Linked DNA regions of Zea mays: region 1 is linked to region 2. Evidence: chromatin contacts called from public Hi-C data. All regions are on one chromosome and are shown on one strand. The core of a region is the stretch at or near the end of the contact, and the rest is flanking DNA. Distances in the headings are between cores, read along the strand shown.

What was found. Hi-C and Micro-C count contacts between places; a contact is called where the count stands out from the background.
Region 1: a contact with region 2 is called in a Hi-C map of ear, with 1.7 times the contacts expected there. The contact joins the promoter of LOC542534 here to the enhancer-like site in region 2.

What each region holds. Positions count from the first base shown.
Region 1 is chr1:40,286,926-40,293,008 of Zm-B73-REFERENCE-NAM-5.0, reverse strand. LOC542534 (initiator-binding protein 2) reads right to left here and starts at 2,346. Exons shown (of 10, transcript NM_001324298.1): 1 at 2,083-2,346; 2 at 963-1,143; 3 at 36-858. The coding sequence starts at 1,052.
Region 2 is chr1:39,988,752-39,994,768 of Zm-B73-REFERENCE-NAM-5.0, reverse strand. No RefSeq gene overlaps it. Among protein-coding and RNA genes, the nearest start is that of LOC100273259, 15 kb to the left of the region's middle. Within about 2 kb of position 3,583, at least 18 of the 20 cell types and tissues checked have an H3K27ac peak or open chromatin away from gene starts, as enhancers often do. A contact at or near this core is called in ear, where this site is marked.

The DNA.
Region 1 (6,083 bases), core at 1,097-3,596, 300 kb before region 2:
AAGAAAAGGAAAAATCAAGATTTTCCAGTGCTTACCACTATAGGAAAGATCAGATTTGTAAACCCTCGCTGGAGCAACTTTCCTGTACTTACTGGTGAGCAACTTCCTTACCCTACTATACTCAGCTGTACAATTGGACCTGAAATCCTTGTTAGTGGTGGTGCTGGGATGAGTGCACCCAGAGGACTTATCGTCGTCATCATCTCTATCTACAGCAAAAAACCCCACTCCCTTCGAGACCCTTGGTAAGGAGGTTGAGCGGTGAACTTTATCGCCATACAATGGCATCTCGCCGGTGCTGTCAGAGCTGACCAAAGGAGGAGGCTTGACATCCACATCCATTGAATCAAGCAAATTATACATTTCGGGTGCATTCTTATGAAATCCTGCTGGGGCAGGTGGCATCAGGCTCGCCACTGCATCTCCTGTGAAGGCTCCTGATTCCACGGATTCAGGCGACCACCTATCTGCAATCACACCAAAATTACAACCCAGTTCAGCCTTGGTACAGCTGATCATGGAGGATTCCTTGTCCTGGGCCTCAGACTTCGCCTTAGGATCCTCATTCCGAGCATTATTCACCGCCCGCTGGAACACAATGTGCGGGAGAATTGCACTCTCATTGCAGCTATCCTGATCTGTCACCTCATGCTTGAACTGCTTCATTTCCTCGTCACACTGCTCCTTCTTCACACGGACATCCTTCGCGCATGCAGTCAAAGCTGGGGCACCAGCGCTCATGTTCCCCAGCGAGCCCACCCCCTCATCAAGCAGCTTCCCTGCCACCGTCGCGAGAAGGTCGAATGCTGACATCTGGGGCGGGTTCTGGGCCTCCTTCTTCCTGACCGATCTCTTGCCCTGCACATTTCACCGAACAAGAAACACCATCCTTGTCAGACTCGCCAACCAAGGGCAGCGAAGAGAGGGCCGAATCGATGCGCTGAAAGCCGCGTACGGCGTACCCTCGCAGACTTGGGAACGCGCGGCATCTCCGCGACTTGGCCTCCACCGGACGCCTCCAACTCTGACGAGGACCTCTTTTGGAACACCATTTCTGCTCTCCGCTTCGGTTGCTTCAAGTTTACAGGAGGGTTACTTAACAACTGGTGGTTGCGCTGTTCATGGCTTGTCACCAACACAAATCTGCAAGAACACAGTAGCAATCAGCAAATGAAAGCTGGTACTAGTAGGTAGGAAAAAAAAGAAGAGGAAATAATTCATTGGGATCTCCGCAGTGACTTGGGATAAATCTTCTTTAAACCCTCCATTCCATTAATTAAACAGGGAACGATCATAGGAGTACTACTGCGTTTGAAGTAATTAATTACCAAAAGTTATAATCCCAATACCCCAAGCCGATTAACCGAGAGATCTAGTCGTGAAACAGCCAAATGAAAAGAATTTTCAGCAGGCTGCGCTCCAAAAACGAATCAAAACTCAAACACAAAAACAGCAGAAGAAATAGAGAGAATTCATACTTCAACCCGTGATCCGAGTTAAGACCTCAGGTTTTTTCTTGCGAGATGGTTTCGCCACTGAATTTAATGCACAAGCAAATAAATTCGCCAGGTAAACCAGCACGCCAAGCGATCAAAAGGGAGAGTGAGAGAGAGGAGAAGAAAACTTTTTTTTTTAAAAAAAAAACCTCGTGCATCGGAATCCGCGAGGAGCAAGCAACTGCCAAAAGGAAAGCGGGCACGTCGACTAAAAAAAGGAAGAGCGACCGGAAACCTCACAGGCGCACAAGAACGTCGAGAAAAACGTGAATCGAGCGAGGCCAGATCCGATCTCGGCACCCGATCCACAGCAATTCGACGCGAAATTAAGCAAAACCCCACGAATCCAAACCGCGACTCTGAAATGTGCCGGAATCTCGGAAAGACGCGAATTTCACCTCTTTATCCGAGCACAGAGCGGCGGATCGGAGCAAAGCAAGCAGAATTCGGACAAGGATGGACGAAAACAGAGCGGAAGCAAAACCCCAACACAGCAGCGCCTCACAGCGGGGCACCAAGACACGAAACCCAGCCCCAGAACCGCATAATTCGCCAGAATTCCGCGGAACTAGCACGGCGTGCTCACCTCGCCGGCGTCTACGCCCGCCCGCCTCCGATCGCCCTCGGATCGCCGCCTCGCTGCGCTGCTCCGCGGCCGGACTCGCCGAGATCCCTCAGCCCCTGCGGAATTATTCCCCCTCCCCTACCTCTGGGTGCTCCCTCTTCCTCCTCGTCTTGCTTCTCCTCTCCTCTTTTATTTTTATTACCCTTTTCCCCCTTCACCCTCCTTGCTCTCCTCTCCGCCCTCCGCCTTGGTTTTTTCTTCTGGTGGTGGAGGTGCGTGGTGCGGTGGTGTGGGTTGGCCAAAACCCCTCAAAACCACCCCCCCTTCTTAAACCCCCCAACTCCGCCTCGCTTACGCTTACGCCCACGCCATCCCGGGGAGGGGCGTCCACCGGCTGCTCCCGGTTAAACCCCACGCGGCCCCACCCCAACGACCGGTTCCGCCCTCCCGCAGCGTCCACGTGGCGGGGCCACGTGATCCGACGGCAGCGGGCGCCTGTCCCGGCTTACTACAACGGGAGAGACGTCTCCGCGCCCGTGATAAATTCCGCAAATCCAGGCCGTCGGTGTGGGAGCGGACGCGCCAGCCGCGCCGTCGGATCGCACGGTGGCCCTCCAGTCCCTCGTGACCACGAACCCAAGGAGTGATCCCCCGTTAACCGGTGGGGCTTAAGTGAGGAGAATAGCAGGGACGTTTTTAGGAAAGAAACGTGAGGGGGTTAGTAATTATTAACTGCATGTAGACCCACTTCACAGTCTCTCTCACGGAATTAATTCGGGGTTCTCCGTTTTTAAAATATTTTTATTTATAAATTAATCTTTTCATGGAGGGTTTTTGCTGTTTTCGGGCTATTGGTGGTCGGTGGAGAATGTCCACGGGTGATGCCTGAAAAGGTGCTAAGATTCCGGAGCTTCTTCAACGCAGAACCAGATAATTTTTAGATAAGAAATTTGTGGTCTTCATGATTCTAAAATATATACATCTACCATAGAAAAATATGTGCTAGGTCCAGCTGGCATCTCACTCGGCCATTGCCCGGACCAAAGGTGCATACGCAGCATGGAATTTCTAGGGTTTAAGAAAAGTTCATTCTTTGGATTCCAAATTTACAAAGCTACGAAATATTAAATCCACTACTTTAATCTGTATCTAGTCGAAATCCGTTTAGTTCGTTACGGAATAATCATGGATGTCTTTTATTAGAATGGACTGAATTCCTACTGCAGGTTTTGCGTTACTATCTTTGCATAATGGTACCACTGTACGATCAGTTTCCACTATTAGCATTATCAGACAAAGGAACACACATCGGCTGTACAAATTTGCATGGCATGCCATTTGTAGACCCCAAGTCTTATTTGGTTTCTTTCTCGTAATTCTACGTGCACACATACATAGCAACTTTCAAAAATACTTCATCCTCTCAGACAAAAATAGGCAAACATTATTTTACAGCCTTAATGCATTTGTAAACTCTTACTGAGTAGAAACTTGCTTTGTCGTCTCATATAACATATACCTATGTCTCTTATAAAAGACTACCATCTTTAATATCTGCAAACAAGCTATCCATATGTTATACTTAACCTATATCTATATCTCTTTTAAAAGTAAACCCCACTAACTTTAATATCTGCATACAAGCTCCATATGTTATATCTCACTAAACGCCACATCATCCTTAATAAATGCTACACCATCTTTCACTAAATGTTTACTATTTTCAGTATATCAAAAAGTAAGGCATCCACGTCATACTATTTGTTTGGCCGACATATCCTTCTATAATTTCATCTACTATATCATGTAGGTGTTTTACTTGATTTTCTCATTAGCACGTCATATTTAGTATATCTATCTCATACATGGGATGATGCAACAATTTTATTTCTAAGAAACCCCATAGCCATTCACGAGGTAAATTTCTATTATATTAGATGGACAAATCATTTCCACTTTGCTGAACTAAAATACCTCATGCACTCATGATTTGTGCTCGTATCGTGTATTTACATTCATACGAACTTGTATTTTTATGGTTTGGATTCTTTTAAACTTTTTAGTTTTTAAAAGAGATCTATTTACGTGAGTGTGTGCTGTGTGCATACATCTATGTCACACTCAACAAAAGAAAACAAAAAATCATTTAGAACTTTGTCCCCCCAAATATGCATGAATGGTCCTTTACGTAAACTGATTTTGATACATTTGTCAAGAAAGCGACATCATATATAAAGCTAAGTTAAGATCCATGCATATTTTCTTGACAAATCATACTTGAAACAAAGTTCTAAATGATGATTTACATTATTTAAAAAGAATCCTTGGCGGATGGCGGTGATTTGCATTCACCTTAGATCCGAATCATACTTGAAACACCCTACACCACTGCGGGGAACTTTTAAATCTTACAGGTCTCTTGTAGAAAACTCCTAGCAAAAGCTAAGATCTCGTAGTGTTATTTTGTTAATTTTTCTTGAGTATAATTCTAGAAGTTAACAAAAAACAAGTAAATAATTTGTGCAATTTACTAAGCACACTCTAGCTCTTTCGTTATTTGGTGGATATATAAAACGATGTAGGAGTCATTTTTCTATAGATTTTATATGCATACTAGAATGACATATCTTGAAGGTTAGTAGAGATATAGATATAATTATAAACTTAATTTGACCCTAGAATTGATACGATTGCAAGAATCTTAAGGCTAGAAAACCAAAGCTTAATCCAAATCGGTTATCAAACAAAAAAAATTATTTGTTTAAGTATTATTTGACCATATTATCTCAAATTATCAAACAATTCCCTAATCTTCCTTGGTACCCATATGTGATCTTTCGACCACAAGACCGAGCACCATTCGATGATCTAATTGCAATGGTCTATTCTTCTTTCCATAACTAAGAATTTTCACAACATCAAAATACACAACTTCCGAGAGGGTCCTAACTCATAACTTCCGACGGGCGCCAGGATAAATTGTCGGAAGCTAATAACTTCTGACGGCCTCGACTGGCTCTCGAAAATTGAGCTTAACTTTCGACGGCCTCGCCTCGCTCTAAGAAGTTGAGCTTAACTTTCAACGACTTCACTTGGCTCTCTTAAGTTAGGGTTCTACGGCCTAACGACGCGGGCGCAGACAGTCAAAAACTGCTCGTGTCCACACGTTTTTTCCCTCTGTGCTCTATGCCGGTATAGCCACCTGTCCATGTCCTTTTCCCTACGTTGTCACATCGCATCGCCCCTATGTCGGCGACATCGCCCTGTGCCGCCACTTCCCCATCTGCAGCTGCCACTTTCTCAGCAGCCCCGGGCCTCCACGATCCCGCAATTGCGCCACGAGCCTCGGCAACTTCTCGCCTCTGGTAGTGCCTCCATGGCTCCACAACAGCTTCTCGACTCTGTCATTGCCTCCTCACAACATGTCGGCTCCAGCAGCAAGGTCTCACGCTCTCTAACCCCTGGTGTACATCCTTGTGCCCATCCTTATGCCGTGTCCCCACCCCATGCAGCCCCAGCGGCTCTCCCGCGCAGCCCCTGTCCCCTAAGGTATTTAACTTCTGAGAGTTATTTTACTTGTGTGTCATAATTTATATTGCATGGATTAACTTTCGAGAGTTAACTCCATTTACACGGTTGGAAGTTAGGTCAATCAAGTTAATTATAGGCTAATCAGTACTTTGTCTAATCATGTTAGGCTCGCATTGATTATAGGCTAATATTAGGCTTAAGTAAGGTTACTATAGTTAGACTCAGTGTCGTACTGTTCCGGAACCTATGTGTCGCCTATTCCGGACCGACACAAGTCACATGCGACACATGTGAGTAGTGTTTGTCCGAAATTGTACCTTTTTGGATAGCCGAGAAATGATCGGTAGAGCTACTGATTTATGATGAGCGATAGGCCCGAACAATATTTTGGTGGCATAACCGAGTTGTTCTCTATTGAACCAACTTTAGGCATGCAAATGGAGAACTACTGGGTTATGCTGCCGAAATTTCGTTCATACTCGTAGCTCGTC
Region 2 (6,017 bases), core at 2,334-4,833:
AACGTTGTCGCAAAATATATCATATCTTTATATGTTGGAGAATTCCAGGTATCACATAAAGTGTACCAAAGTTTTTTTTTTGAAAATTGGTGTACACAACATAGATAATCTCTATGTAATGAAACAATGGAGTAGATCTCCCAGTAGTGGGCAAAACTTTTGCTGCCTGAAAGCATGGTCTCTGGGCTGATATATTCAAGGAACATACCGCAACCAATGCTTAGGACTCCACTACCCTGTGCTTGACCAAAATTTCAAAAAATAAAATGGAAATCACCATAAAGGTGAATAACCAACATCACATCTCCAACATATCTACTTGGGAGAACACATAGGTAATCATCATGACCATATGATGTAGACCTCTTACTGATGGGCAAATAACATTTTGCTGTCTAAAAGCTTGGTCTTAGGGCAAATAAATTCCAAGAACTTATTGCAGCCAAAGCCTAGATCTCCATCATGTGTTGAAATATCCCAAGTTCAAGATACGTGTCATATTTTGCAAGAATTCATCATTTAATTAAGTAGAACTTAATTAAAAGAATTCTTTTAACAGTCACCATGACTGCAGCGTCCAGCCTGGCTCCATAGCCCGCGACGCCTGCTTGGTCCGTGATCTTTTTGGGTTAGACCTCATAGTGATAGGCATTTCAAATGCGGCCTAAAGCACGGTCTCTGGGCTACTAAACTCTATAAAGAATTTAGCGCAGTCAGTGCTTAGGACTCCATCACCCTATGCTTTTTCCAAAAAATGCAACCTTATATTGCATGAGGACCACTAGTTTCGACTTAATTATGTGCTATGTTTTCCATGCAAACATAAAAGAATGCAAAAACAAAAATAAGTCGAAAATATGTGAATTATAAATGTAAATAAAATATAATTCACTTAACAAGTCCGCATTTTTCATAATAATAAAAAACAGACAACTATCACAATTATATATATCATCAGCAGTCTAAATATTAAAATTTAGATACTCAAAACTGATAATAATTGTGATACAAATAAGCACTAGGTCTGAAATTGCGGAAAAAATAAAAGCTAAAATGATGAAATTATAGGCCCATGCAGCCAGTCATAGGCGCCCAGGGTCTTGCTGGGGGTGGGCCATTTTGGCCAGGCCGATGGGGGCGCACATGGGCCTGGATGGCAGCCCATAAGCACAGGGTGCACGGCCTCATTAGGGGCGACAATTAGGGTTAGGAAACCCTAACCAGCCACTGCTTTCACAGGTGTTGGCGACCATCTTCTGGCAGCCAAGCGCGGCTCGTGGGCACGACGGCCCAGCGGGCGCATCCGCGGTGCGCGGTGGCGGCTGTGGCCGCGGCCCCGGTGGCGCGGGCGCGGGTCCCCCGGCCTGTGCGCGGGCGCGGCCCTCCGGTAGCGGCCAGGCGATCGGCCCCGACCCCGGCGGTGCGCAGGAGCGGCTCCCCAGCGCGCGCGGGCGTGGCTCCAGCAGCTCGTCACAGGCCGGCAGCCCCCCCGGCCCCTCGGCAGCTCGGCGTCCCAGTGGCCCGTATGCCCGTCGCGGCGGCGCGGCTCCCCAGCCTCATCGCGGTCGGGTGCGCGCCTCCCCGCGGCACGGCGAGGGCGCGGCTAGGGCTGGAAAATTAGCTCGAGGCTCGCGAGCCGGCTCGAGCTCGGAGCGGCTCGGCTCGGCTCGGGACGGCTCGCGAGCCTCGAACGAGCCGAGCCGAGCCTCTTCTTCGAGCTCGTTTTTACAGCGAGCCGAGCCGAGCCAGCTCGTTCCAGCTCGCGAGCCGGCTCGCGAGCCTTGCAAAAATGATCAATTTATGGAATAATAATAAATATTAGATAATTTTATAGATAATAGCTCATTTTTTAGTCTTTAATGATGAATATATTACAAGTTATAATTTAATTTACTCATAATATAGAATGACGATTCTATATTTCAAATTTATATAATGTTAATTCACTAAATAATGCAACGGTAAGTACCAGAATATGGCTCGCGAGCCGAGCCTCTTTTGCCAGCTCGTGAAATGGGCGAGCCGAGCCGAGCTCATTTAGACACCGAGCCACACCGAGCCGAGCCGAGCTCGGCTCGGCTCGTTTCCAGCCCTAGGCGCGGCGGCGGGGCACCGGCGTCACGGGCGCGGCACCCCGCGGCGCGGCGACCCCAGCCCCATCGGCTCGGGCGCCCCTGCCTACCCCCGCCAATCGCGGCCTCGGCTCGGTGGTGAGCCCCATCGGCTCGCAGGAGCACACCGGCAGCGCAGCCCCGGCCAGGCTGGCGGCCTCGGTGCGGGAGCACGGCCCCGGCCTCGGTGGCTCCTGTCCCGGCGCGCGCGGGCGCGGCCCAGCCTGCCAGGCGCGGGCGGTTCGGCCACGGCGGCCCCCGGCCTCAACGGCTCGGTGCGCAGTCCCCGGCGGCGCGCACAGGCAGATCCGCTCGGGACGACTCGGGCGCGGTGGCCTCGGCCCCGGCGTCTCCCGTCCCGGCGCGTCTCCCCGTGGTGCGGTGGTCCGGCCGCGGCGGCTGACCAGCCCCGACGGCGCGCGGGAGCGTCCCGACGGTTGTGGGCGAGGCAGCCGGCCGTGGGGCAGACTCAGCGTGGCCCCAGCGGCGGTCGCGGGCGCACGGGCCCTGTAAGCGCGGGCGCACGACGCTGGCTCCAGCGGCGCGCACGACCTTAGCCATGGCATGGCTCGACGTGGAGCACGGCCTCCGGCCAGGAGCGGGCCTTGCATGGTCGCGCGATGTGGTGCAGCGAGCGGACATGCCCCCGGTAGCGCCCGGGGCCTGATCATCCCATCATGCACTTTTTGCAGAAATTGAAAGAAACGATTGTGCCAAAGAAAACATCAGAAAAAAGGTAATAACATATTGAATGCATACTCTTTGTTAATGTTCTTTGCACTATGTCCGAATCTTTTCCTCTGCGGTATCTCTAATTTTGGGAGCAGTGCTGATAACGTGTTGAACTCTATCACAACGCTCAGTGGCAAATGGAGATTAACAGAGACAAAGACAAATCGCAGGGACATCCTTTATTGCAGAGTAGTGAAGTATATATACAAGAGTTCCCAAGGGGTGTGTCCCTTGGAAAATAATTGTCACTACGACATATGGATGGATTAGATCACATGTATAAAATGTTTTGTAACAAGAATCACGCATGTATGACTACGAGCTTTTCCGTTCGGTGACGAAATGTTTGAGCATACGTACTGCAAGTAGCTAGGTTGCATGGTGCTAAGTCCAAAGCTAAGAAGGATGACGATAGGCCTTAAGCCAGCCAACCGTTGGACGAGGCTGCAACCCCCCTCTGGATCCGCTCCCACCCAGACCACGGAAGCAAAAGAAAACCTGGAGTTTAGCTAGGACAGCAGCACAACTTTACTATTATCCTGGAATTGAATGGGAATGTGGGTTACATGCATGTCCTAAAGCACGTGCGCGAATCGCGATGTCGTCCTTGAACAATCATTTATAATCACTTGCGCGTCCTTCACTGCGCACCTATGTTTCACGCGCGCGCGCACAGCGCACATGGATGCATGGCGCGCGCCAACAACCACTCCACAGCACAGCAGCCTAGTCAAAGCAGCAACAAGCATCATGCGTCATGGGCTGCTGCTCCAGGTAATTTGAGCAGCAATACCCCACACGTACGTTCAGGCACCGCGTGGACCAAGATACTGTATGCAGCCAGCAAGTAAACGTGAGAGCTGTTTAAAACAAAAAAACGCCGTAACACATTGGTTAACACTGCGGTTATAATAATTTCGCCGTGTGTGCACATCATATATATATATATATATATATATATATATATATATATATATATATATATATATATATATATATATATATATATATATATATATATATATATATATATATATATATATATATATATATATATATATATATATATACACACACACACACACACACACACCCGCGCGACGCTACTTCGCTGTCTGCCGTGTGCGCGCACATCGATCGCAGCAATAATTTGACGACGACCTCGGCGACGGCACGCAACACGGACGTCACGTTGGGCGCCCGCCGTCGAAGCATGCATACCGCGCGGTGCTGGTGGGTTTTGTTTATGCTTGCCGGCGATGGCAGCCTCGGTGTTGTTTATGTGGGTAGTCAATTTTAAACGATTGGGAGATCCGCGCGGCCTATCTAGGACGGTTAAGTACTTAAGTTTACTCTGGACACTGATTAGGAGAGCGAGTATCCATTGGCCTGCAGCCATAATCAGGATCCCCCTTCGGTTCTGTTCACACTTACTGCAGTCGGTATACGTCATGATGCAGCTTAACAAGTGCACATAACCAATGCATTTCTCGTTTACAATAGCCTTTTTTTTATTTGTCAGGTTCAAGAGTGGATGGGTGTGCTGCCAGTCAAAGGGCCTGTCCTAAGATTTCGGGGTCCTAAGCGAAATTATATACGAAGACCCTGTATATATGACATCAAATTCATAACATCGGGTATTGAGTTTTCTAAAATTTAAATGACTTTTTAAATAAGACAAGTCTCCCGAACAACTTTCTATATAAAATTATCAGATAAAATTACAAGGAGATGGATGAAAAATTAGGGATCAAAGTCCGAGGATGAAGGCTAGACAAGACGATACACAGAGCCGGGGGGCACGTACCAGCTTGTCGGCCTCCTTGGCTTGGCTAATCTGCACGACTTCCTCCTTGAGAGAGGTCACATCCATGAGAGCACCACCGCTCCCTGCAAGATCATGAGACATGAGCTAGAGGAAAAGGATAATCCCTTCTTTGGAATGCCGGATTGATAAAGTGTAGGAATAGAAAAAGTGTAGGAATAGAGTTGAACCACATCAGCAACCATATAAGAATTAAAAACACATGAAAACTTGCAACACAGTGTTTGGATACAACATAGGAAGAACACAGGAATTAGAGCAGAGAGATGGACATAAAAGAAAATTTCCAAGAGGTTGGACCTCATGTTAGAAATCCTCTAAAATCTCACTACAATGGGTCATTCCATATAAATTTTATAGGATTTGTTGAAACTCAAACATTTGTTCCAAAATGGTTGTATAGAAAAGTTTTTATAGGCCTTCAAAATTCCATCACTTTTCCTTTCTTCCAAAGAAAGCCTAAGTCTTATACTACATACAGGATTTGGACTACACACATGCTACACACCCTTAGGGCAGACCCTGCCCATGAAGTGAAGACACACACTAGGCTCTGCTTTCGCTCTGTCTTTCATCCTCCTTCCCCTCTCACTGCCACACATGCACACGAAGGGGCGCCATTATTGACGATCAAAGCTTCCAACACCGACGACGTCCCATGCGTGTAGCTCCTTCGCCCGTCTGCTGCGCCACCTACTTCCCCTCTCACTTCCACACAGGAAAATGTTTTAGACAGTATACGACACAAAATTAACGAAGACATACATGGGTATAAAGCATTATGAATTTGAAATGCATATTATAAAATATGGTAGTTAATGTAGGGTGAACCGGTGGAGGGAATGGTTGGAGAAGTTAACTTATAGGAGGAATCTTATGGGGATAGATAATAAAATAGAGTATAAAGTACACATGGGGTGAGGTAGATGGGAGTAATGGTTGGAGATGTCCTAAAAGATTGGCTCTAGGGGGAAACATCATCGTTTTGAAAACAGCCAGCCTCATAGGGTGGGGGTAGTCTGGTTGCCTCGTCAGAGAAAAAAGTGCAGAATCGATTTTGGCGTGGAGCATAGATATTGGCAGCGTTGCTATTCGGTGCAGAATTGCAGTCCGGTGTAGAATTGTAGCAGCTTGCAAAAGCAGCCAGGTGTAGAATTGCAGAAGCTTGCAAAAGCAGCCAACAAAGCTTATCCAGTGTAGAATTGCAGCTGCAGCCAGCCGCAAGAAGGCAGCCGAATGAACAGCAGTACTACTGCAGTGACTATTTGCACCTTTGCGTGAACAACAGTGACACCAGAAAAGAAAGGAGCAGATTGCAGAAGAACGCAAAATGGAGAGTACAGGAGACC